5 separate regions of the Mus musculus genome follow, and regions 2, 3, 4 and 5 are each linked to region 1. Evidence: chromatin contacts called from public Hi-C and promoter capture Hi-C data. All regions are on one chromosome and are shown on one strand. The core of a region is the stretch at or near the end of the contact, and the rest is flanking DNA. Distances in the headings are between cores, read along the strand shown. Region 1 holds the start of Nfatc2ip (nuclear factor of activated T cells, cytoplasmic, calcineurin dependent 2 interacting protein). Region 2 holds the start of Ctf1 (cardiotrophin 1). Region 3 holds the start of Phkg2 (phosphorylase kinase, gamma 2 (testis)). Region 4 holds the start of Bckdk (branched chain ketoacid dehydrogenase kinase). Region 5 holds the start of Fbxl19 (F-box and leucine-rich repeat protein 19).

What was found. A called contact is a pair of places that touch in the nucleus more often than the background predicts. Capture Hi-C pulls out chosen DNA fragments and counts their contacts.
Region 2: a promoter capture Hi-C map of liver shows a contact between it and region 1, with 2.9 times the contacts expected there. The contact joins the promoter of Ctf1 here to the promoter of Nfatc2ip in region 1. A contact is called at or near these places in 1 of 39 promoter capture datasets (liver) and 3 of 9 other capture datasets (adipose tissue, liver and pancreatic islet).
Region 3: a Hi-C map of B cells shows a contact between it and region 1, with 8 read pairs. The contact joins the promoter of Phkg2 here to the promoter of Nfatc2ip in region 1. A contact is called at or near these places in 4 of 39 promoter capture datasets (hippocampal neurons, liver and pre-B cells), 1 of 484 Hi-C or Micro-C datasets (B cells), 1 of 115 datasets of contacts at active chromatin or transcription factors (microglia) and 1 of 9 other capture datasets (liver).
Region 4: a contact with region 1 is called in a promoter capture Hi-C map of adipose tissue, with 2.6 times the contacts expected there. The contact joins the promoter of Bckdk here to the promoter of Nfatc2ip in region 1. A contact is called at or near these places in 4 of 39 promoter capture datasets (erythroid cells, liver, neutrophils and 1 more), 1 of 115 datasets of contacts at active chromatin or transcription factors (astrocytes) and 1 of 9 other capture datasets (adipose tissue).
Region 5: a promoter capture Hi-C map of adipose tissue shows a contact between it and region 1. The contact joins the promoter of Fbxl19 here to the promoter of Nfatc2ip in region 1. A contact is called at or near these places in 2 of 39 promoter capture datasets (hippocampal neurons and neutrophils) and 2 of 9 other capture datasets (adipose tissue and liver).

The regions. Positions count from the first base shown.
Region 1 is chr7:126,394,491-126,398,478 of GRCm38.p6, reverse strand. It overlaps Nfatc2ip (nuclear factor of activated T cells, cytoplasmic, calcineurin dependent 2 interacting protein), which reads left to right and starts at 1,742. Exons shown (of 8, transcript NM_010900.3): 1 at 1,742-2,123; 2 at 2,465-2,537. The coding sequence starts at 1,764.
Region 2 is chr7:127,710,410-127,714,189 of GRCm38.p6, reverse strand. Ctf1 (cardiotrophin 1) reads right to left here and starts at 1,487. Exons shown (of 3, transcript NM_007795.2): 1 at 1,411-1,487; 2 at 147-265. The coding sequence starts at 1,435.
Region 3 is chr7:127,571,036-127,574,650 of GRCm38.p6, reverse strand. It overlaps Phkg2 (phosphorylase kinase, gamma 2 (testis)), which reads right to left and starts at 1,303. Exons shown (of 10, transcript NM_026888.3): 1 at 1,195-1,303; 2 at 685-797. The coding sequence starts at 779.
Region 4 is chr7:127,901,432-127,905,332 of GRCm38.p6, reverse strand. It overlaps Bckdk (branched chain ketoacid dehydrogenase kinase), which reads right to left and starts at 1,260. Exons shown (of 12, transcript NM_009739.3): 1 at 1,164-1,260; 2 at 208-570; 3 at 43-111. The coding sequence starts at 402.
Region 5 is chr7:127,744,097-127,748,053 of GRCm38.p6, reverse strand. It overlaps Fbxl19 (F-box and leucine-rich repeat protein 19), which reads right to left and starts at 1,279. Exons shown (of 11, transcript NM_172748.2): 1 at 917-1,279.

The DNA.
Region 1 (3,988 bases), core at 493-2,992:
TTTTAGTGATCTGGCCAAGGTGAATGCATGTTCTTTTATCCCAATCATAATTACTAATATTAACTCTCACATGACACAACAGACAGCAAATTATATCTCCCTGCATATATAAGATTTACAGAATAAACAGAAAGGGCTACATTAGAGTTCAAAAGGTCTCAGAAGTGAACTGATGGAGTCTGCATTGATAACTAATCAGGCCAGTGACAGGAGGGAGCTGCTGGAACCAGGATTCAAAAGCAGGAAATGGTGGCTTTAAGTCCAGGTTGGGTCAGGAGAGCAGGGGTAGGGGTAGGCAGCTGAGCAGGCCAGGCAACAGTGGGAAACTGAGGCAAGCTAAGCTCCAGAGAAAGTCAGAGAACCCTCTGCTTATCAGTCTATGATTTAGTCATCGGGTATCAGGCGACAGGATATTGTGGAGGCATACCATCTCAGTGGCAGGCATCCATCACTTTATGGGCTCCTTATGAGGAAGTCATACTCTTGGTCTGGCCTACCTGATAAGTTCTTGGATCTGGTTTCCCCAGTTTGATTTTTTTAGGGGGGGGGGTCGGTTGAGACCGGCTTTTTCTGTGCAGTGCTGGCTGTCCTGGAACTCACTCTGTAGACCAAACTGGCCTTGAACTCACAGAGATTTGCCTGCCTCTGCCTCCCAAGTGCTTGATTAAAGTCTTGTGCCACCACTGCCCAGTGATGTCTGCATTTCAAAGAGAAGACTCTACCTTGAATTGCTGAGTTGTGAAAAGGCAAGGGGTTTATTAAGACATTAGAAGGATTAGCATATGCACAACCATGGTACTGACAGTACTTACATTTTTTTCAGTTAATTTCCACATGCATGAGTGAATGCCAGCAGGGTATTGACCAGCAGACAAACATTAAACCATCAAAGACCTCTCAGAATTCAGACCTTTCTGAGTTTTGAAGTTGTATTGTTTCCCAAACGAGCTAAGTGTGCATAGCATGTTGCTGGAAAGCGCAGCTAGCTCCCAGTCAGTCTACAATCACGAGCATGAACCCTGGTGCTCTGTAGTACATTGTGCAGATAAGCGGCAGCAAGGCCTTTATCAAGAGTAACCCCGCTGTAAACCGAGAAGCATTCATATTTCAATGATCAGGAAAGAGGAGCCAGAAGGAAGCCTCTTTTCTTTGCAACAGGGAAGTAAGTCTCTTATTTTAATTTGTAATTGTCTTAAAAAGTGTTTCTGAGTTGTGCTGTGCTATGACATATATTGTTTTGATATTGTGTTTGTAGAGTATTTCAGAGGTGACATGCATGAAGGTGTTTAGTGTGGAATGGAACTCCTGCCACACAGAGGTTGAGGACACAAAAGGAATCCACAGCCCAAGATCTTCAGCTTCTAACCTTAGTTCCACAAGGCTTTTTCTGTGGCTTCCGAGAATGAGGACTACAATTCCCAGGATGCGCCAGTCTTTCACCAACCAGGAAAATGGATTTCTCTAATGGGCGGGCCCTGGGGAAGGCTGGGTCAGGAGGAAATTTAGCCAATGGATGAACTGTACAGAATCGAAACCTTTTTTGATTGTACCAAAGAGATTGGAATCTTTGGCGCCTTTGTTTTAGTGGAGGGTAGGTGATAGACAGGTAAGTAGACCAATGAGAACGTGGATAGGCGGATCCAGAGCGTGTGGGCGGGAAGAGATGATGACCGGCAGGCTGTTCGTCCAATGAAAGGGACAGACGCTAATACGGTGGGCCGGTGACTGTGTAGAGGCCGGTGTTTGTGGAAGCAGTGTGGGAGATGGCGGAACCACTGAGGGGACGTGGTCCGAGGTCCCGCGGTGGCCGAGGCGCTCGGAGAGCCCGAGGCGCCCGTGGCCGGTGTCCTCGCGCCCGGCAGTCTCCGGCTAGGCTCATTCCAGACACCGTGCTTGTGGACTTGGTCAGTGACAGCGACGAAGAGGTCTTGGAAGTCGCAGACCCAGTAGAGGTGCCGGTCGCCCGCCTCCCCGCGCCGGCTAAACCTGAGCAGGACAGCGACAGTGACAGTGAAGGGGCGGCCGAGGGGCCTGCGGGAGCCCCGCGTACATTGGTGCGACGGCGGCGGCGGCGGCTGCTGGATCCCGGAGAGGCGCCGGTGGTCCCAGTGTACTCCGGGAAGGTGCAGCAAGGTCCCCAAGGAGGGTTGTTGGGGGAGTGCTAAGACTGGCGTGGCGGGTTTGGCTTGGGGCAGTGTGTGTGTGTGATGAATACTTTTAGATTGGAGATACGAGGGGGTCGGTAATGTTAGATGTATGGAGTTATCTGGGATTGTATCTTCGGGTAGAGGGAGGCTGAGAGAGATCGAGGGACGATCGAGGGAAGCTGGCCTTCTAGATGCGCTTCAGGGATTGGAGTCCTTAGAGAAGACAAGTGCTGGAATCGAGGGAAGAGCCATTCTTGTCTTAAGTAGGGTTGGCAGGATGTGAGACCCACCTCCTCTTCCCCCTTTTGTCTTCGTAGGTACAGAGCAGCCTCAACCTCATTCCAGATAATTCATCCCTCTTGAAACTGTGCCCTTCAGAGCCTGAAGATGGTAAGAGTGGGTTTGTCGGGAGTACCCTGCACTGGCTTCTCTGAGACTTCCTAGAGTTTACATCCCTGTAGTCAGTGATATCTCCCCCCCCCCCCCGCGCCCCCCCCTCGCTCCAGCACCCTCCGTCCCCCTGCCCCCACCCCCACCCCTTTTCTCTGTGCTTCAGTGGTATCTAGGGTCTGGAGAATGATGCTCAAGTGTTATCCAGTTGACACACAATTTTGATTCTAAGTGGTATTGGGAAAATGGACTCCTGAGTCTGAGATAGGGGAAAGTTATGGTCCATAAAGATGCTGGTTCATTAATCAGAAGTCACAGGAACCTACTTAATAGCCATGTCCACCCCTTCCCCTCTTCGGGTCCTAACGGGCATATGGATATGTTAGAGTGAAGTTTGAGGTACCTACCCTTGACATTTTGATCTGTGTTATCATAATAGGGGTGAAGGGAGTTCTGAGACTCTGTGACATCTTGTTACACTCCTACAGTGTTCCATTCCTTGGGAACACTTTGGAGCCAGAAGAGTGTTTCTTTGACTTTATCAGAACTGCCCATTCTTTATTCTCTACTGATAAGTTTTTGCAAACCCTTTAATAAGGCCAGTGACTACGAGTCAAGGCTAATAGGGGAGTGATAACAGTCTGCAAAGACCTGGAACTAAGACTCCTTTCTGTTAGGTGAGGGCGTGTGGTAGGCTGATTGAGAACAGGCTCAGGAGTCTTGTGGCCTGTATTTGAATCCTTCATAACTGTGTGACTTTGAGCAAGTTTTCCTCATGAGGAGAATGGGGATAATAGTGGACCTATCTTAAAGATTTTTGGTGAGAACTAAAAGGATTTTGTGTATATTTTATTTGCCACATCCGTGGTTAGGATAGCACCTGGAATGTAGAAGTGTGACATGATAGAAAAGATATCCATGTGCAGGGTATCTTAGGAAGGGTTTTAAAAGTGTAGACTTGGAGTTGGGGCGATGGTTCAGTGGGTAAAAGCACTTGCCACACAAACCTGATACCTAACTACCATATAAGAAGAAGATGGGGTGGCATACACCTGTAATGATGCCACTCATACTGGGTACAGGAGAACACTGCTGGAAGCTCACACACCCAGTGGCAAAAATAACAGGGGAGACACTGACTCAGAAACGGGATAAAAGGAGAGAAAGTTGTCTTCTGCTGCCAACACATATGCTATGGCATGAACAATGCCCCTGCCTCCCTCCCCAGTAAATAAATCTTAAAGAAAAAAAGAAGCAGGCTGTCAGCCCTACAGCAGCTGCCATATTTAGTTAGGACAGTCTTTCTTTCCTTTATCTTTCTTTCTTTCTTTCATTCTTTTTTTTTTATAAGTTTTGTAGTTTTGTTGTTGTTGTTGTTGCTTTTTAAAAAGATTTATAGCCAGGCAGTGGTAGCGCATGCCTTTATTCCCAGCACTTGGGAGGCAGAGGCA
Region 2 (3,780 bases), core at 238-2,737, 1.3 Mb before region 1:
GACCTCCTCACGTATTCCTCCACCAACCCTACAGCTCCTCACGTATTCTTCCACCAACACTACATCTCCTTATATATTCCTCCACCATCCCTGCATCTCCTCACGTACTCCTCACGTATTCCTCCACCATCCCTACACCTACTCACGTATTCCTCCAGAAGTTGTTCTGCATATTTGGTCAGGAGGCGGGCAAGGTTGTGTGTCTGGCGGATCTTGGCCTCCAAATGGGGTAGGAATGAGATTGAGGAGTCAGTCTGGTGGTCTTCTGGTGGGAAAGAGAAGGAAGTGAGAGGTTATAAAGGCAACCAAACCCCACTCCTTAACCATCTTTCCCAAGCTGGCTCTCCCTGAACCCAGAGTCTCTGCTCTGGATGCTAATATTCAACCTACGAAGAATCTGCCCCATCCCAGGCACCAGATCTCCACCAAGCAGTTTCTCTACATAGATGTCTCTCCTGTCCTCAGGTCACTATTGAAATACTACTAGGACCAAATTCAAATACCTCCTTCTTAGTGCTGCCTCCAAGTTCTCCCTATTCTCAAATCAATTTCTTCCTTCCACTTTAGGGAATTTGTTCATACTTCCAAAGTAGCTTCTTTTATCCGTGTGAATCTGTCTGATCCTGAGACTCCTCACTCTACATCACCGATACTATCCAGAAACTCTTTAAGGTCAAAGTTCACATATCTTTGGATTTCTCCAACTCTTGTTTGAATTCAGTCAGCATCTCTGAAGCACTGAACGCGCCTTTCCGGCCCCTTGTACAGATAGAGAAACCGAAGACCTATTCCCTTCATGTTGCTCCTATGTGACCTGCTAGGCTCAGCAGCATCAATGAATCAACGACAGGATGGCCTTCCCTGTTTAGAGGGTGGTGCCACGGGAAGCCGACTACATTTCCCAATATGTATGTTGCCGGGACCCCAATGCATGCTGGGGAATGTAGTCCTGACCCGACAATCCCCTCCGTCGGAGTTTCCCACCGCCAGCCGAGATCTCCGAAGCCTGTATTTTGAGCTCTCGTCACTTGTAGCTTCTTCGAAGATCAAAGACTTCCTTAACTCGGCCTCTCCCTCCAGTCTTTCAGCTTTGACTCTTTCCTAATTCTCAAGAAGCACTATTATCCTGTTCCAACCCGACCCCAGCCCCTTTTCAGGGTGTACTCACCCATATATATTCGGTGATCTAACCCCTGAACCCAAGGCCCTGAAGCCTCAATTCCTTGCGCCTGCTCTTTCTCCCAACTCACCCGCTGGTTACCTGACACCGGCGTCTCCTCTCCCCCGCCCAGGCCGTTCCCCTCCCAGACTTGGGGGTGGGGTGGTGCTGACAGACATCCAAACCCCAGCTTTCGATCCCCCCGACTCCTATTCACCAAGGACACAGGATCAAGTCATTCAACCCCTTACCCAGACTTCCCTCCCTCTGGCTCATGCTGGCCCCAGGCTTATCCAGGTTCCCTCAACACACCCCTCCGGGGGAGGAGGAGGGGAGGGGGAAAAAGGGGGAAAGGGCTAGGGGCGTGGCTCGGGCTCGGCCAATCATAGTTCAGACCCCAAATATTTCCTTCCCACCATTACTTTCAGTCAAAATTCCTTGGCCCAGAGCTCAGTAACCGGCTTGTGAGCTTAGACTGGGAAGGGGCCAGAATTGGGAGGCAGGTGTTGGCACAGTGAATGGGAACTTGGGCCTTTAAGGCAGTTCTGTGTCCTGTTGGGAGGAGACTCAGGCTCAGACCTGAGGTAGAGCCTGTTTATTGGCTGCTTTGGAGGGAAAAGCTGGGAAACCTGAGAGGAAAGGTGCAAGGCTGGCAGGAGAAGAATGCAGGCAGGACTTCCTTTTTGGGGAAGACAAAGAGAGGCCAGGGAAGCCTTGTTTAGATTAGGGTCCACCTAAGGCACGCACCCCCTGGTCTAGTTATCTTAAATGCCTTCTAATTTCTCTGTCACACTGATCAGAAGTGAGACTGTTCCTCACCTTACCGTTAGAGACCCTCGCACGCACACATCTGTGTGTGTACTAAGGCATTCAGACCCAGCCTTCTACACAGGCAAGCACGAGCTTCAGGGAGGTCACACCCGAACAGCAACTCATTAACGTTGGGGTAGACACGGAAAGGACTGGACACACTTGCCTCTATAATTGGTTCCCAAGCACCTACTCTTGTCTTTGGCTCTGGCACAGAGAGGACCCAGATGATGAGGCGTCAGATGAAGGAGTATAGGCATATATTTTTTTTCTTTTTGCAACCTACTTTTAATAAACGTTTAACCTCTCCTCTTGCCCACCACCCATGAGAGGCAGTGGAAGAGAAAAGTTGTTAGAATATGGGGGAGGTGGACCTTCTCAGCAATAGTTCTTTGGGGGGCAAGCTTGGTCTCCTTTGTCAGCAGTTCAGTCCCATAGCAAACACCAAACACTCAGCAGCTACAGTCCAGTCCTCTAGGCAGGCAGACGCCATGCACAAACCAGCAGCTGTAGTTTAATCCTGAAGAAACTGCAAGGCTCACCAACTGGCCCAAGGCCACTGAAGCAGCAGCTGCCACAGGAACCTCAGGAGCAGCTCTTGGCTGGGTTTCTCTCAATGGTGGTGTAACCACAAGTTGAGCTCAACAACAGTATGTAAGGTGAACCAATACACTCGTGTTCTTAGGGAAGTACAGCAAGGCGGAGCAAACCACACCAATGCTCAGTGTCCCACTGACCCTGGGGTCACATTTCTACTCCTTCATCATGGGACCTTTCACCTGTGTCTGCTTCAGGACAACATTCTTTCATGTGTCTGCTTAACAAGACATCCTTTCACCTGTGTGCCCCAGCAAACTATCATTTGATATAACTGACTTTCCAAACCAGAAGTTTCCACTTGAGTGGAGCTTGTGAGAAAGGAAACTGGAAAAGCCTGCGTGAGAGGGTTAACACAAGCAGACTGTCAGAACAAAGTTCACTGGCAGAGCACACCATAGGTGAATGGTGAGGCCACAATGTCAGCAGTGGCCACACACACACACTAACCAGCAGTATGTATTGGGTATTCATGTGTGCCAAGCACTATCCTGAATGCTTGTATATACACATTAACTCATTCCATAATAGAGGAGGCAATGAGACAAATGACTTGCCCACGGTCACGCAGGTGTGACAAGCAGAGATTTTACTTCTTACCGTTTGGAAACGCTGCCAGTCATGGTGGACATGGTCACACCAAAACGTCACAGACACCCCTCACACACATAGCACAGCAGACTCGTCCTATCTAGTGACAGCGCAGCTTCAAATAAAAATCATGCGAGACACTCTCATCTTCTTCCCTTTCATTTGAGTGTGTGTCGGGGCCATGTGTGCGTCTGAGTGGGTGCTGGAGGAGACAAGAAGGCATGGACTCCCCTGGAGGGGATTTACAGGCAGTGCGACATGGGTGCTGGGAACCAAACTACTATTCTCTGGGAAAGCAGTAAGAGCTTTTAACCAGGAAGCCACGTCGTCGTCTCCAGCCCCCGCTTTCTTTCTTTCTTCTTGAGATTGGGTCTTACTATGTATCTCATTATTGGACCAGGCTGACCTCAAACATGTAGAGATCTGTCTGCCTCTGCCTCCTGGGTGCTGGGATTAAAGTGTGAGCCACCACATCTGGCCTTTTTTCTTTTAAAGGAAAAACCAAAACGTCTCTCATTTATTTTGCCTGTGTATGATGTGTAAGAGGTGTGGAGGTCTGAGAGCTGTCAGGAGTGGGTTCCCTCTTCTATCACATGGGCTCCCAATTTTTGAGCTTGGGTCAT
Region 3 (3,615 bases), core at 54-2,553, 1.2 Mb before region 1:
AAGTCTCCTAAAGCCCCTCCTCTGTGGAGACCCCGTTGATTGAATCCTACTGCCTACTTATTTTTTCCCCTAACGCTCCTTTCGACCTTTATCTTTTTTTCATTATGTAAAGATAGAAACATTTCCAAGACAGAAACTTCCTCAGGGTTCCTGTTCTGTCACTCCCTCACCCGGTGTTCTTGGTGCTTAACACAACATAACCAATACACTATGCTTCTGAAACTAAACCATAAAGCATCTGTGGTGGCGATCACAGTAGCAATCCCTGCTCCCCTCCCCGACAGGGTTTCTCTGTGTAGTCCTGGCTGTCCTTGAACTTCCTCTGTAAACCAGGCTGGTGTCAACTCAACAGAGATTCACCTGCCTCTGCTGGGATCAAAAGCATTCACCACCACCGCCCAGCTCCAAGCATCTTTTCTACAGACCCCTACTTCTCGAACTAGATACCTTTGAAATGCTCACGTGATGGGTATTTTCTACCTTCCCGTTGTCTGGACCACAAACAATTGTTGACAATATAGATGAATAGAGGAAAAAATGCGGGTTAACTCGGAATACTAGCCAAGTCACTAACTGTTTTCCACTGTCCACTTCCTAACTATCCAGTCTTCAGAAGGAAGCCTTATTTCCTGGCTGGGAGCTGACTACACTGGGCCGGTGTATGCTTCAGCTGTGAAGGCTCACCTGCCAATGATGTCCTTAGGGTCGTACTTCTGGTAAAACTCTTTGGCCGCAGCCCAGTCAGGGAGTTCATCCTCCGGCCCCACGTCCAACGTCATTCTGAGGGATGTGGGGGCCTGGGAGGAGGAAACGGAGGGCAGTGAGGGCAAGGAGGCCCACAGGTTCTGAGAGGATGCACATCGTGGCTCCCGGGGGCGCAGCACCTGCGGCTGGGGCGCCAGGGTCCTGGGGGTTGGGGGTGGGGTAGGGGAAGGATCAGGACCGGGGAGACCACAACGAAGGGCCTAGGGGGGAGGGAGGGAAGCAGGGCAGGGAAGAGGATAGGGAAGGGCGGGAGGGGGGAAAGGTGGCTCGGAAGAAGGGGGAAATGGCACAAGTGCGGGCGGCTGTTACCGCGCAAGCGCACTTGGCGTCCACTGGGAGGGGCGCGGGGGTCTCGAGCAGGATGACCCGTGCGAGCGGGGAGGGGGAAGGGAGGGTGGGGGGAGGGGGGTGAGGAGGGAACAGTCTAACCTGCGCAAAGACCCTCAGCTGCTTGGTTTATGTTTGTTCCTTTGCTTTAACCTGTAAGGCTCCCACAGCGACCTAAGGCACCGCCCCCATCATTGCAGCCAATGGCCCCTGCTGTTTGAGAACTAGGGATTAGAAACCCTCCGATTGGAAAATGGCAGTCCAATAGGAAGACGGGATTCCAGGGCGGACAAGGCCGTTGGCGCTAGAAGTCCCCAAAAGGTCTCCACCATGAGGAGGAGCCTGAAAAACAGCCAATCAACATGTAGCACTTGCTTTTCTCTCCTGGTGCTGCTGGTCTGTAAAGAGACACGGAAGTTAGGTTACCGGAAATGTGATGTCTCCGCACTACCTCACCGTGCCCTCGGACAAGGCCCTTTTAGTTTCCTTCTGGAATCCTCATTTATTATAGTAAGAGCCTGTTCCAAAATTCCTTTTTTTGTGGAAACCTGCGTGTAGACAAGTGTGGTCATGCACGCTTAATCCCAGCACTAGGAGGCGAGGCAGGCAGATGGATCTCTTGAGATGGAGGCCAGCATGGTCTACAAAGTGAGTTCCAGGACCGGCAGGGCTGTTTATACAGAGAAACTGTTTTGAGAAACACAACAAAACAAAATGCATATGCAGCTTGGCCGTTTGGTCCTGACTAGAGCTTTCAGGATAGTGTCCATCATCCTGGGGTCACAGACTCCTACCGTCTTGCTCCCAGACCCTCCTGCATTAAGTACACAAGGTTGTTAAGGTCCTGCCTAGAGTAATTCCAAAGCCAGACATATCCTAAAACCAAGGTTCTGGAGTAACAGCAAAGAAAAAAGCAAATCCTCAAGGTTACAGTCCAGCAAAAGAGAAATGATAATTTTTGTTTTTTTAGACGGTGTCTCACTATGTAGCCCTTGTTAGTCAGGGATTCGTTGTGTATCCCAGGCTGGGGTGGAACTCCAAAGATCAGTCAGTTTGAGTGCTGGGATTTAAGGCTCAGGACGCCTAGATTACAGCATGATTTTCTAACAGCTTTTTCTATAAGGAAACCAAGTAATTTAGTGTTTTTGCTTTCTGTCACTGTAGAGCCTTTCCTCATCAAGCTTAACTTTAACAACTTGCAAAAATAGTTTTGAACTTTCCTAAGTAGGTTTGTTGTTGGTACACAGGGGATAATTATTCTGAAATTAGTCAAAATAATGTATTCATATAATTAGGAACCGAAGAGTCTTCCTATGAGAATATGAAATCTGGAACTAGAGGAAGAACTACAGGTAAAATTTGGGCAATGGTGAAAAACAGATTAAAAAATAATTTTATATTTTCCAGTATTGATTTCTAAAAGGACCCCCAAAACAGAAGCTAGTATAAAGTCTAAATGCTGATTTCTCTTGGTTGCAAACAAAGGAACCAGGGATCTTTGGGAAATGACCAAGGACAACAATAATGTGTCAGGAATCACAACCTGAGCCTCCCGATATTCCATTTAACTCACAGACTTTAAGTAGGTGGGGTTTACTGCATGTTCATTATACTTGACTAGAACATATTTTAAAGATGACAGCAGGACTTGGGATAGAGCTTAGCTATTGAATGCTTGCCCAGCAGGAACAAGGCCAAGCAGAACTCCAAGCGCTGAAAAGAGAGAGAGAGAGAGAGAGAGAGAGAGAGAGAGAGAGAGAGATGGGTATAAAAATTGAGAAAGTATATAAATTATTCACCTGATGAATAAAGGAGAAACAGTGATTTTCGGTGATGCAGCTGCTTTTGAGTCACTATGCTCCTATATAAAACCAAATAAACTCAGTGGTTAGTGACTTTCTTTGGCCTTCAGTATGCCCTATCTGGGATGAATAAGTGTTTGTTCACATCTTTCCAGTAAAGTCAAACAAAGCAATTGGCATATGAACAGGAACCCACAAACCCAACAGTTAGCTGGGAGATGCGGTTCCATGTCCCTACTATGGGGACGAGACATACTTCTGAAATGGTCTCAGTATAGCATCTGCAGGGGCAAGGGCTATCCGGATGATTACTGTGCCCCAGTGTGGTAGGAAATATTGTGCCACCTTGCTGTCCAGGCAGATGCATGTTTCCTGCAATGAATAAGAAGTGCAATCAAAGCTCAGAATTCTGAAAGAACAGCATTTTTGAGAGAGAAAACTTCAGAGTGATCCAGCTGTCATCTCATTTGTTGTAGGGTAGCATGTCTCCTTGCTGAATGGGGTCTGCCACAAGTATGGGGACACTCCAAAATGGCTGATGGGCTAGAAAATATTACACCCCTCAAATTGTCGTGTTTGATGGGATGGTAAGTGGGCTGTGGTGGCAGTCCTGTGGTCTTCTCTGTGGGTAGTAAGACATGGCCAAGGCTCAGAAGAACTTGTTCGTGTAAAGAGGTATTACAAGGAGGCAAAGATAAGTAAATATTTCCTTCCATATTAG
Region 4 (3,901 bases), core at 11-2,510, 1.5 Mb before region 1:
AGAAAGAACCCCTGGGGCAGAGAAGGAAAGAGAGAACCTTACCAGAAGGTGGCTGCCATCCTGTGAGCGACCGGAATAGAGCATCATGGTGGGAGTGAGGCGAACTGAGGGCTAAAAGGGAAGACGCACTTTGAGCACCAGATATTCAAAACCAGGCCAACCCATTTTAGCTCAGCCCTTCCCCATAAGACTTATTCTGTGAGTCACCTTCTCTGCTGCCACATCAATGGCTGACTGGTTGTAAAAAGAGGTGACAGTCTTGGAGCGTTCCCTGGCCAGCTCTACATGGTGTGTATCGGTGGCTGATGTTGAGCGAGCCCGGAGTGACAGTGAGGACCCCAAGAGGGGCCAAAGTGAAGACCAGCTCCGAGGGCCGCTGCCCAGCACTGAAGTCAGTATCATTGTCCTGCTACTTTGTTGAACTAGGGTGACACTATAGCACCCGACAGGCAATGGTGACCCCAAAGTGGGAGTAAAGAGAAAGTGGGTGGGCGGGATTTTCTCCGGATTTCAGGGTTGTGGTTCCCTCGAGGATGCAGACGTGCTCAGCGCCCGCACAGCAGCTTCCATCTATTGGAGTGGTGGAAAGAGATTTTAAGGATCCGAATCCAGATGGTTTGCACTACTTCTCCACGTGCACACCAGTGGATCTGGACAATCCTGTCCAGCCCTCACAACCACCACCTCCCGCGATACAATCAGGCTGAGGTTGGACAACACATTCCAGGTGTTCTACTCTTCTATGTAGAACAACCTAAAGGCTTGTGTGCACACTCGGGGAAGCGGGTGGGGCAATCTCCAGTTCATTCTACCCATAAAACCTCTCCCCAGCTTCCTCAGGTTCTGGACAGCCCCATTTAGGGGCTGGATTTGACCCCCTACTCGGTGTTAGGGGACTTAAGTCTTTTAAGACTGGCCTGCGTCCCTGCAACAAGAATAGCGCACAGAAGAACAGGGTTCATGCAGCAAAACTGCGGTCCCAGAGTTCCCCACTGGAGCTCCCCCCTCTGCTGGGTCACTTAGTCTGGGCAGGGTCCCCCCCATATGGTAGATGCCAGCCTCGGCCCATGCGCATTGCTGTCAGAGGTGGACGCTGAGGAGCTATGCTGCCGAGCGTCCGCCGGAGGGGGTCTGTGTGAGTTACTGTGAGTTATTCCACTTACCGCGAGGCCAGACGCTGGGCCCGGGTTCGAGCGGAACCGCGGGAGCAGTCGACCCGCTCGGCTAGCCGAGCCCGCCTTCGCCCTCCCCGGCTGTAACATCGCGCGGGCTGTGTTTGCCCAGTGCCTCCTGGGAGTTGTAGTTTGACCACAAGAATTTATGAGGGCTCCTGTCTTCCTGCCCTGTTCTCCCTTAAGCCTTCAAATGAGTAGCATTGGTTCCAAAGTTATCAGTAGTTTATCATCGACTCGGTCTTCCACTGTATAAAATAAGCTCCCGGGGCTGGTGAGATGGCTCAGTGGGTAAGAGCACCCGACTGCTCTTCCAAAGGTCCAGAGTTCAAATCCCAGCAACCACATGGTGGCTTACAACCATCCGTAACAAGATCTGACTCCCTCTTCTGGTGTGTCTGAAGACAGCTACAGTGTATTTATATATAATAAATAAATAAATAAATAAATAAATAAATAAATAAAATAAGCTCCCCTGTAGCAAAATGCTAGAGAGCACCAAAAATCCTTAAATGTGTTCAAAATAGCCGGGCGTGGTGGCACACCTTTAATCCCAGCACTTGGGAGGCAGAGGCAGGCAGATTTCTGAGTTCGAGGCCAGCCTGGTCTACAAAGTGAGTTCAAGGACAGCCAGGGCTATACAGAGAAACCCTGTCTCGAAAAACAAAACAAACAAACAAAAAAAGACCCTGCCTGCTTTTTAAGGTCTCATCTTTCAAGCTCCTAGCCCATTCACAGTCGGTCTGGTTCAAACTCTATCTCAGCTCCCTTACACCCGAGGAAAGTCAGCCAATTTCTCAGTGCTCTAATTATGGTATTGGCAAAATGAGGATGTATTAATCTTCGAACTCCGTAGACTATGCAAATTTACCTATTCAAAATGCCTGGAACAGTGTTGGGTGTGGAATTGGCGTGAGTGTTACTATTTCTACCTGTCTGCAAATTAATATGATTAGGTGACAGGAGAGGTAGGGTGTTTCAAATAAAGAGGCATCTCCTCCGAGGAAGAAGACAGTTTGAGCCTGAGAGCTGTGCTAGGGGCCCTCACAGAAGATTGGGGGAGAGCCAGGTGCAGGGTGTGTACAGGTACAGGAAGAGTGGAGCATGGCCTGGTGAGGAGGATGCATGGCGAGGTTACAGAACAGCCTGCATGATCTGCCAGGATGACCAGAGCAGTATGGAATTCGGGAGGGAAGGGATTCACGGAGTGGCCAACAGCTCCTGAATGTAGTCTGTTATTTGTGCTGTGGAATTAAAAACCACCGTTTTGGTTTGGTTTGGTTTTGGTTGGTGTTTTGAGACTCAAATAAGTGCATTTCACTATGGTAGACAGACTGGCCCTACAACTCTCCTGCCTCAGCCCAGCAATCTGATCCTTCCTACTTCAGTCTCAGTTTACTGGCAAGTGCCACCACATGTAAATTCACTATAGGTTTTATCCTTCGCCTTAGACCCCTCTGGCTGTAGCGATTGAGAAGATGGACCAAATAGCAAAAAGATCAGAGAAGACAATTAAGCAGAAAGATGATCAGAGGAGATTTTTCAGAGTGTATGTAGTGATTTCTTTTCTTCTTCTTTTTAAAAAAAGATTTATTTTGTTTATTTATTTATTTATTTATTTAATGTGAGTACACTGTTCCTGTCTTCAGGAGGATTTGGGGGATATAGCGATATTAGAGTACTTATAGCAAGCAGAAACCCTAGGTTTAAAGTGTGTGTATGTGTGTGTGAGAGAGAGACAGAGACAGACCCCAAAAGAAGGCATTGGATTATTAGATTAGGGGTATGTAATAAAACAAGGTGCACACACATATTTTTGTTGTTTTGCTCTTATATTATGTGTATGGGTGTTTGTTTGCATACCTGTCTGTGTACCATGTATATACAGTGCCCTCAGCAGCCAAAAGCAGGTGTCAGATGCCCTGGAGAGCCACCTCCACAACTCTGGCAGTGGCAGGTGGATTTCCAGGTTTGAGGCCCACCTGGTCTACAAAGAGTTCCAGGATGGCCAAGGCTACACAGAGAAACCCTGTCTCAAAAAAACAGAAAGCAGAGGGACAGAGAAGTGCTATCACCCAAACTATCTATACAGATAGAAGACATGGATAGGCAAAGAGAGAGAGAGAGAGAGAGAGAGAGAGAGAGAGAGAGAGAGAGAGAGAGAGAGAGAGATCTTAGGCTATCTCTGCTGCTTCAGCCTTCAACCAGATCAGCTATAGTCATTATCTGACTGTAACAGTCTGAGCCGGGGCTACCAGTCCAAATTCTCTTCCTGAATTCCTAATACATAAAAACTTGAGAGAAGAGTCAGGCAATGGTGCCACACGCCTTTAATGCCAACACTTGGGAGGCAGAGGCAGGTAGGTCTCTATGAGTTTACAAGGCCAGCCTGGTCTACAAAGCTAATTCCAGGACAACCAAGGCTATACAGAGAAACCCTGTCTCCAAAACCACACACACACACACACACACACACACACACACACACACCTGAGAGAGAGCAGGTGGTTCAGTGAGCCCAAAGGTGCTCATCTGATCACCAAGAACCCACATGGTAGAGGGAAGGAAAAGACTACTGCCGATTGATCTGTGGCCTTCATGTGTGTACCATGACATGAATAAGTATAAATTTGTGTGCACAAGCATGTACACACACAATAAATGTTTAAAAACTCTATTATATATGTATATATAGAACTCACTCTGTAGACCAGACTGGCCTCAAACTC
Region 5 (3,957 bases), core at 30-2,529, 1.4 Mb before region 1:
AGGCCCCTCCTCTAACATCCCAAGCCCAGGTTCCTGGAAAAGGCTTCAGATCTGTAGCATTACCTGAGGGAGCTTCAACTCATACCTGTTGTTACCCACACCCCCCATTCCCTCACTGATTTACCTCCAGATTCCAGGGGCATGCACCACACTCTTTCCCCTCTCCCTTCTCTCACGTGGGTACTTAGTCATCCAAACCTTTCAAACCTTGGTACTCTAGCCAGACCCACTCCATTTCTAGTGACCCAGTGTGTGCTCTCCACTTCCCCGGGCTGACACCCCTGAAATGCTTAGTGTCCCCTCTCAGCCCACACACAAGTCCTTGGGGGCTCCAAATTATCCAATAGGATCCCTCAGGCAATCTGGGTAATCTCCCAGACTCCCTAGGATTCTACAAGTTGCCCTAACATCTCAACAAAATTCAAGGTGGGCTCGGCTTTAGGTCTTCCCGCCCCCATTCACATCTTACCAGCCTGCTTTTCATCCCTAATTGTCTGGAATCCCTGGGGCTCTCCTGCCCCTGGAAACCAGATCCTCTGAAATCCCACATGGACTCAGCAAGCCTGGGGGGGTCTCTTCCCAATCAGTCTTAGACCTGCTTCCCCCAGGCTTCTCCCTTTCCAAGGACTTCCAGACCATCCACAGGGTATGGGGCCCTCCAGCACTCCGGGGGAGGGGCCTAGAGGGCGGCGACTGGAGGCGGGGTGGAGGGGGAGGTCTGCAAGGGGCAGCAGGGTCGGGGAAGGAAGGCCACTTCCCTGGGGTTGGAGGTTATAGGAGAGAAGGTTGGAGAAGGAGTTTGGAGCAAAGGGAGGGTGAGGCTGGGGGCGGGGAAGGAAGGGAGAGGCCAGGCTGAGGATGAATGGGAGTGGGAGCTGCCCAGGTCTGGGGGTGAGGAGGAGCCGCATGAACCCACCTCACACGTGTCCCGGGAGCCATCTCTCCCTTCTCGGCAGCTCCCGGCGGGTCGGCGGCCATCGGCGGCGGGGGGGCCGGGCGGCGCGGGGCGCTGAACGCTCAGAACGCCGGGGTCCACGGCCCCCCGAGGGCGCTCGGCCCCTCCCTCCGGCGGAGGCCGGGACAGCAGCGAGTGGAGATGGGGAGCGCCGGGGGCGAGGCCCTCCCACGGGCTGCGGCGCGGCCCTTCCAGGGGGAGGTCCTGCTCTGGGGGGCTCAGTCCCTCAGCCCCCCCAGGCCAACGGGGGCTCCTCGGGCGCAGGGTGCTCAGCTTTTGCCCGGGCCCCACTCAGTCCCGGGTATGAGTCTCAGCTCCCCACCCCCACCTTTCCCCAAAGCCCCCGACCCTTAACTGGCCCCTTCCCAGCTCCAACTGCCCAGGGGTCCAGGGAAAGACCAGGGGCCCCCCACCGTTTCCGGGGTTCAAACCCCGCCCACCGCCGGTTCCCGGGGAGGGGGGGGTCGCTGCAACCTGCCCCCCTCCCCTGGGTCCGCCCCTGTACTGCGGCCCCCTGACCTACAGAGACAGGGCGCGCAGAGGGGGGTGAAGGAAGCTGCTCCGGCCCCGCCCCCCCCAGCCTGCACGCGCCCCCGCCCTCCCCCCTTCAAACGCGCGACCCTCAAGATATAAAGATTTAAATAAAATTTGAATAAATCCACTCCTAAAATGGGAGGGTATAAGGAAAGGATGGGGCAGAGGCAGGAAGGGGGTGGGGGCAGTTGGGATGTCTTAGCACCCCTACTCCCCTAGCCTCGCGCTGCTTCGGCCCTGGGCCCAGGTCGCCGCTCTCATCCCTCCTCAGCTCCTTCCTCCTTCCTCCTCTCCTCCCTCTTCCCTCCCTTCTTCCCACCTCCTCCTCCTTTTTACTCCCTCCTTCTCCCAGAGGAACCCCGCCCCCTTCTCCCTCCTTCCTTCACCACCTTTACTTTCCAGGACGAGCGCGTGCAAAGCACGACGGGAGTTGTAGTTCTCCAAATTCTAGCACTATCGTGGGAAAAGTGGGACACAAGGGCCAGCCGGTACTACAAATACGATGGCGAGAAGGATGCCACGCTGGAAGCCGAGCATGGCGGGAATTATAGTCCAGTTGACCCGAGACTCCCCGTAGCAGGACATAGAGAAGGAGCGGGAAGAATGACTACAAGCAAGATGGCCTTTTCCCCCGACCCGACCTCCTTTCCAGGCACTCACACGCCCTCTGGTCCACAACCCTCCGCGCGTGTGGTACCTGACGGGAGTCGCAGTCCAGCTGCTGCCTTCCCGCTGCCATTTCTACTCATCAGGAACAATGGAAAGGTGAAAAGAAACGAGGACTACAAGCAAGATGGCGATCGAGGGGCGTACACCTAATAAGTCGATCTTATGAAGTGGGATGGGAATAGTAGTTTTCTAGCCTTCCTATGTTCCTTTAAGAATGCCAGAACCGGGAGGATAAAGAGACTACCGTAAAGATGGCAGGATACCTAACCTTTCCTGGCTGCTTCATTCTACCACTTGGAGCTCCTCGCCCGCCTGAACTATCAAAATCCCGCACTCGATGATGCAAAGCCAGACGGGAATTGTAGTCTTCCTCGCTCCCCTCTTTATCTTCTGTCGAGACAATGGAAGTGAGCGGGGCGGGGACTACCACAAAGATGGAGGGTGAAGGAGCACATGATGCTATGGGATTTGTAGTCCAACCGCTAATACTATTCTCGGCGGATGTGTAGGAGAGGACTACTACAGAGATGGCAACCTAGTCGCTTGCCCCTCGGTGCCGGTACCTGGTGGGTTATGTAGTCTCTGCTTTAGTTGTACAGAGAAAGGACGCTACTGTTGAAATATGTATCACCGTGAACACGCCAAATTGCTAGCGGACGGAAACGGAAAGTCTCTTTGCTCTTGGCCTCCTTTTCTAAAGGGCTTGCAGGGAAATGTAGTCCCAAGTTTTCATTCTCCAGTGGCGGAGAATTGATGTCACCTGTGGGAATCAGTGCGGGAGAGAGAAACATCGGAGTGACCTGGGAATATAGAATGTCCGCCTTTTCGGATCGTGAAGATTTCATATTTTAAAAGAACGCAAACCATAACCAATATTGTCGCGACAAGGGAGGCGTGGTTCTCTCCGAAAAGTATACCCACGCTGTTGTTCCTTATAAAGACTGGACGTCTCGCACACGATGCTTCCTATCTTAAACCTTTGCAAATTAATACCTTACACGTGGTGCGAACCAAAGGAAGACGACCTTGGAATATACAAAATCTCCTTTCCACCGTAGGAAGTCATCAGACCTAAGTTTCTTACCCGAAAGGGGTTATGATTAATACTCACCTCCACGCTGAATTAGCGTTAAAAGTATTCAAGAAAGTAACCAGTTCTGGCACGGGGCGTGTGGCTGCAGTTATTTTTTCGAGCTCCCTTTCAGCCCAGCCGTTTTGGAAGCCCAGGAATCCATCATGCCGGACAGTTAGCTTCTGCGAAAAGAAAATTGACGAGTAGGCTACCCCCATCTTAACCCCCACCCCTCCCTCTTCAGTCCTCATCTGAGTCTTCCAACCATCTCTACCCAGCACTCTTCCCAGGGGGCGCCCTCTCTCCTTTTAACAGAGGACGCACACACTGACCAAATTTTCTCAACCTGAATTGTAGCCTTTGGAGCTGTGAAGCCTCATGCCTTGTCTTTTGAGCCTTGGAGGCTTCCGGTGAACTCTCAGTTGCCAAAGGGACTGCTTTGTGCCATGTGGATGACCTCCTGCGTCCTAGAAAATTTGCTCAGTACTACCCCAAGCCAATCTCTGCTTCCTTGTCTCTGCTGGGTTTCCAGCCCTACTGGAGACTTGGTGGGTGTGGTTTTTCTGCTTAGGAAGTTAACTCCGGTCAAAACTGTGTCAAGTCTCAGTTTGCTAGGACTACTAGCCTTAACCTAAGTAGGGGCTCCTTGCAGCCCCGTAACAGTCGTGGCTCCCAGGGAAGTGTCTGTCCATTTTAAATCCACACGGCGGCGTTTCTTTCAACTAGC